Regions from separate parts of the Mus musculus genome. Here region 1 is linked to region 2. The links are chromatin contacts, called in public HiChIP or PLAC-seq maps. All regions are on one chromosome and are shown on one strand. The core of a region is the stretch at or near the end of the contact, and the rest is flanking DNA. Distances in the headings are between cores, read along the strand shown. Region 1 holds the start of Snrnp27 (small nuclear ribonucleoprotein 27 (U4/U6.U5)). Region 2 has its middle 33 kb from the start of Gm46963.

Region 1 (2,700 bases), core at 121-2,620, 110 kb before region 2:
GGCATATGTCTCTGATCACCCATAGCCCCCATGTCACTTTGCTGTCTTCTCACACCTCTAATACAGTGCTCTGGCTTCCTCAAATCCCCCTCTTGCACTGTGGACAGTGACTTCAGCTGTCCATAGTGGTTATCCAAGATTATCCCTAAAACTTCCTTATAAGTGACAGGAGATTCCCAGTGCTCTCCTACGGCTTGACACATAATCTCAAAAATATGGAAGTCAGGCCGCATGGTGGAAATTCTAGTTTAGTTGGGATCAGGTATAAAAGAGGCTGTACAAAAGTCTATTTATTTACCTTTTTTTTTTTTTCCTTAACATGATGACTAGTGGACCAAGTGTTTTCAAACTAAAACTAGCCTCTTCTGCCTCTTCCTAAGTTTTTGTTCTAGAAGCCTGTCCTCAGCTGTTGCCCGTCAAAGGCTGGCAAGAGCACTGGTTCCATCAGTAGAGGCTGCAGCCTTTCCCACTCGCTGTATACATGTTTTACTGCAAGAAGCCGCGTTCTTGTGTGTGTGCGCGAGCGCGCGGCTCATAAAGCCTTTCATTTTGAAGGTTACGGCAACATTTGGGAGGTTCCCTTCGGGAGTAGGATGGAGCCTTTTACTTACAAAAAACAGTAGTTGGGGCTGAAGAGATGGGAGAATGCAGTGGGTTTGCTGCTCACTTTCTCAGTGCCTACTGTCAGGTTCTCAATGGCCAGTTGCATGGAATACAAGGGACACCCACATACATACAAAAATAAAACGAACTCTCTCAAACCGCCATAGTAGTTTAGGGTGCAATCCCAGTGCTGTCACTTGCGCCAACATAAAGCTGACTTAAGAATTAAATGCAAAAGTCAAAAACAGCTCATGCCGATTAGAATTCGTGTGGCCTGACGTTGTAAGACACTCTTTCAATCCCAGCACTTGGGAGGCAGAAGTAGGCTGATCTCTGAGTTCGAGGCCAGCCTGGTCTACAGAGTTCCAGGACAGCCAGAGCTACACAGAGAAACCCTGTCTCGAAAAACCACAACAAGAAAGGATTGGTGTGATGTATTTTATACGTGTAGAGGAACGCTGGGAAAACAAGAGAGAACTGTGCTGGGTGGAGCGATACACAGGTGAGTTCTCCAGCAGGACAAAGGGGTAAATCGCGACAAGATTTAAAAAGAAATCTCAACTTGAAGAAGCGGAATTAGCGCCCAGTTCTTCCAGGAACTTCAGGCCCTGGGGCGACTTCCAGGGCAAGACTTAAGTCATCTGTTTGCTGGAGCCGCCGGAACCCTCGCCACGCGCTCTGCTAGTTTCCAGCCGGCCTGCAAAAATCAACTTCCAGCTGCTCCGGAAGTTGTGGGGTTGTTTCCGGGGCGGTCGGAGGAGGAGGAGGAGGACTCCGATGGGTCGAAGTCGTAGCCGCTCCCCGCGTAGGGGTGAGTCCAGAAAGTCTCACGGCTAGGGACGGTGTCAGGTGCTACCCACGACCTTAACCTCGAAGGCCCGGGAGAGTGCGGGACGGGGCGAGGCCGGGACCTGCTCTCCTCAGCCCTGCCCTGAACTAGAGTTCCACAGTCCCTTCGCTTAGCTCCTGGGGGACCGTGCATACATCATAAGTCAGCCTGCCTTTCTCTGTCCAGTCCCCGTAACCATCGTAGGTAACTTTACCGTGAAGGATTGGTGTGAGAATTAACGTCACCCTCCATAACATTCAACCTGCCTTGGCTCACAGATGCTTTCTAAATGTCGGTGCCCTGCCTGGGTCTTTAGTTGGAAGTGTTTAGAATTTGAGACCGCATATCCTAATGTCTTCTGTACATAAGACAGAGAGCATAGGACTGAGGCCGTGTAAGGTGGGACTTTGGGGAAACTCAGAGGATATCTGTATCCTCAGCCATGTTAAGGGATTAGAATTAGTCTCTAGTTGTTTAGAACAAGGCTCACCTTCAACTAATACTCAATTATCTTACTAGGCAACCAGGGCCTCAAGCAAATTGAGCCTTCGAAGTGCAGTAAATGTCCAATAGATTGGTTTTCCTTTGGGAAATACCTATTGTGTAGCATTATGCCTTACTTTGGCCAGTTTACTAATTAGTACAAGACATGGTAGAGCAAACAAGGGGGCGGGGATAGCCTCATACACAGCCATGCTTTCAGAAAACACAGAACTTTGTTTTAAAAATACGATTCTGACTGAAAAGATAATCTAATTGGATATTAGGCTATTGTATAAACGGTCGAAATATGGGTGATTTTAAAATACACCACATTGTTTGACTTTAAAGTAATTTAAGTGATGTTATGTGTTGAAATGTTAGTAGGGGTGTGTGTGTGTGAGAGAGAGAGAGAGAGATCAAGAGAACTGAACTTAGTGCCTCACAGATGCATGGCAAACAGGGCCTTACCATAACAGGGGTTGGTCTTGAATGATTGCTTTTTCTGCCTCCACTTCCCCAGTCCTGGTGTTACAGGTGTGTGCCACTATGCACAAGAATTACTTCTTGGTTTGTTTGTTTGTTTGTTTAGGTTTTTCAAGACAGGGTTTCTCTGTGTAGCCCTGGCTGTCCTGGAGCTCACTCTGTAGATCAGGCTGGCCTTGAATTCAGAAATCCTCCTGCCTCTGCCTCCCAAGTGCTGGGATTAAAGGCGTGTGCCACCGCTGCCCAGCATTTGTTTTTTTAAGACAGGGTTTCTCTGTCACTTAGCAGTGCCTATTCTAGAG
Region 2 (2,700 bases), core at 78-2,577:
TCTTTCTCTCTCTTTCTTTTTCTTTCTTTCTTTCTCTCTTTCTTTCTTTCTTCCTCTTTCTTTCTCTCTCTCTCTCTTTCTTTCTTTTCTTTCTTTCATATTATTTATTTTATGTATATGAGTACACTATAGCTGTCTTCAGACACACCAGAAGAGGGCATCAGATCCCATTAGAGATGGTTGTGAGCCACCATGTGGTTGTTGGGAATTGAAATCAAGACATCTGGAAGAGCAGTCAGTGCTCTTAACTGCTGAGCCACCTCTCCAGCCCTCAGCTTGCTCTCTTATAGAGCCCAGGACTACCAGCCCAGGGATGGCACCATCCACATTGGGCCCTCCCCCCTTGATCACTAATTGAGAAAATGCCTTACAGCTGGATCTCATGGAGGCATTTCCTCGAGGGAGGCTCCTTACTTGTGATAACTCCAGCTTGTGTCAGGTTGACACACAAAACCAGCCAGTACAGGCGTGGAAAGCTAGCATAAAATTCAAGACAAGAACTCAGTGAAGCTATAAGCCTTCCTCAAAAAAGCAGACAGACCAACATGACATCCGGTTAGCCCCCAGAGCAACAGGCAGTTCAATATGGCCAGCAGAGCAGGCAGGACTTTCTCTCCACTGAAGTCTGGCCACAGCTCCTGAAGAGGAACTCACAACTGGGCCAGAGTCTGAGAACGAGAGGTGGATGGTGGACAGGGCCTGGCACTGTCAAAGGCACAGTAAAGGCAAGATGGAGGAAGGCAGAGACAGGTGGGCAACTGTCATTTAGGGCACAGAAAGCATGCCAGGGGTCCCTACCTCTTGGGGATACTAGCCCTTCAATCAGCAGCAGACACAGCTGCCATTACAGTCTGCATATGAGGTTAAGGGTGTTGAAAGGATAGTCTTCTAGAAACTTTCAGAGTCCTACTACTCTATTAAAAGTGTTGTCAAACTTGGGGTAGGGGGGGAGAGTGGAGGAGCAGGGGTTAGAATGTTAGAGCTTACAAGGCCTGAGTGAAGCCAAAGTGGATCCGAAGGAAAATACTATCAGCAGGGAGCTGAGACCTGAGCTGGTCCTGGCAAGATTCCAGGGAAGGACAACTGGGAGAATCCAAACCCTTGAGGCAGTTTGAGCACCAGAAAACCTCTCTCTGGAGGAGGACAGCTGAAGTCTGGTCTGACCCTGTTCTAGACGCTCCAGGTACAGCCCAAGGGGCTGTGTGTCAGGTGCCCGATTGCTTCTCACGTGCCTAGTCTGTTTCCTGCAAAGCCCCCACTCAGCACTGGGAAAGTCTGTGACCAGCAGCATGAAGGAAGTGCCCCGCCCGCCCCATGCTGTCACCGGAGGCCTCTTTTACGCCATCACTGTGCATCATTTCTAGGAAGCCGAGCCTCCCCTTCCTGAGATCTGGGACATTCTGAGGACATCACAACAAACCACAGACCCACGGGTTTTGCACTCCTGGGTTGTAGTCTGGCCATCAGTCTCCTCCAGACGCCTGAGTCCCAGCACCCTGCGGAACCCTCCCTGCCCATCACTCACTTAGCACTGAATCCCAGTACCCTGCAGAACCCTCCCTACCCATCACTCACTCAGCACTGAGTCCCAGCACTCACTCAGCACTGAGTCCCAGTACCCTGCAGAACCCTCCCTGCCCATCACTCACTCAGCACTGAGTCCCAGCACTCACTCAGCACTGAGTCCCAGTAGCCTGCAGAACCCTCCCTGCCCAGCACTCACTCAGCAGTCCTCAGGGCTGCCCTTCTACAGGCAGAACTGAAAAAAACTGAATCCTCCCTTTAGGACCCAGCTGCCTTTACCTCAGACTCACTGGAGTTTCTCCTGCCTCTACAACTAAGGCGCAGCATCTTCCCTGTCACCCATCCCTTCCACAGGCTAGTTCTGTGAAATCAATGTCACACATTCCAGAGGTTTCCTGATCAAATCCCTTTCTGGAGTGTGTGCTCCTTCTGTCAGTCTCTGTCTCTCTCTTCTCACTCTCATTCATTCATTCCTCTGTCTCTCTCTCTCCCTCTCTCTCTCTCTTCCTCCCTCTTTCCTTCTTTCCTTCCTCCCTCCCTCCCTCCCTCCCTCCCTGCCTGCCTGCCCTTCCACTCTCCCTCTCTTGTTCCCCTTCCTTTCCTCTCCCCTATACAGGGCTGGGCATTAGACACTGAACTCGAGGCTTGGACCATGCTAAGCTTGTGTCCTTTCACTAAGATACATTCTCAGCCTTCACTTTCAGTTGAGTACCAAAGATTTAAACCAAGAGCTAGGCCTGAAGACACAGACCTGTAATTCTAGCTACTTGGAAGGCTAAGGAAGGAGGAACACAAGTTCAAGGCCAGCCTGGGCAACTTTATGGGACTCTGTATTAAAAGTAAAAAGAGGACCCTAATACTCTCCCCCATCCCACACAGGCAGGTACACACACACACACACACACACACACACACACACACACACGCATGCACGCATGCATACACACAATTAAAACAAGAGCTTTCAGCTGTGAAATTCCACACACTAGCAAAAGGCCAGGGAAAGACCTCAGAAACAGGACATTCTTGGTCCCTCTCAAGTCACACCAGTCCTCTTTTTTTTTTTTTTCCTATCACCTGGCACTCTGTTTCCTCTGCTGGCCCAGGGCCAAGAACCCCTTGGTGCTGTGCCAGCACCTACAGCCATCTGGTCTTCCTCAGAAAGGCAAAAGAGCG

Evidence for each region. HiChIP or PLAC-seq counts read pairs in DNA pulled down with a chosen protein or histone mark.
Region 1: a contact with region 2 is called in an H3K27ac HiChIP or PLAC-seq map of the HPC-7 cell line, with 6 times the contacts expected there. The contact joins the promoter of Snrnp27 here to the enhancer-like site in region 2. A contact is called at or near these places in 22 of 39 promoter capture datasets (the 3T3-L1 cell line, 3T3-L1-derived adipocytes, the C10 cell line and 15 more), 1 of 15 datasets of contacts at CTCF or cohesin (large pre-B cells), 47 of 484 Hi-C or Micro-C datasets (the 4T1 cell line, B cells, the BV-2 cell line and 25 more), 24 of 115 datasets of contacts at active chromatin or transcription factors (the 230-238 cell line, CD8 T cells, the HPC-7 cell line and 18 more) and 3 of 9 other capture datasets (adipose tissue, liver and pancreatic islet).

Annotation. Positions count from the first base shown.
Region 1 is chr6:86,683,161-86,685,860 of GRCm38.p6, reverse strand. Snrnp27 (small nuclear ribonucleoprotein 27 (U4/U6.U5)) reads left to right here and starts at 1,370. Exons shown (of 6, transcript NM_025665.2): 1 at 1,370-1,414. The coding sequence starts at 1,381.
Region 2 is chr6:86,569,603-86,572,302 of GRCm38.p6, reverse strand. No RefSeq gene overlaps it. Among named protein-coding and RNA genes, the nearest start is that of Gm46963, 33 kb to the left of the region's middle. Within about 2 kb of position 1,327, at least 174 of the 459 cell types and tissues checked have an H3K27ac peak or open chromatin away from gene starts, as enhancers often do. A contact at or near this core is called in the 230-238 cell line, the 4T1 cell line, the C2C12 cell line and 17 more, where this site is marked.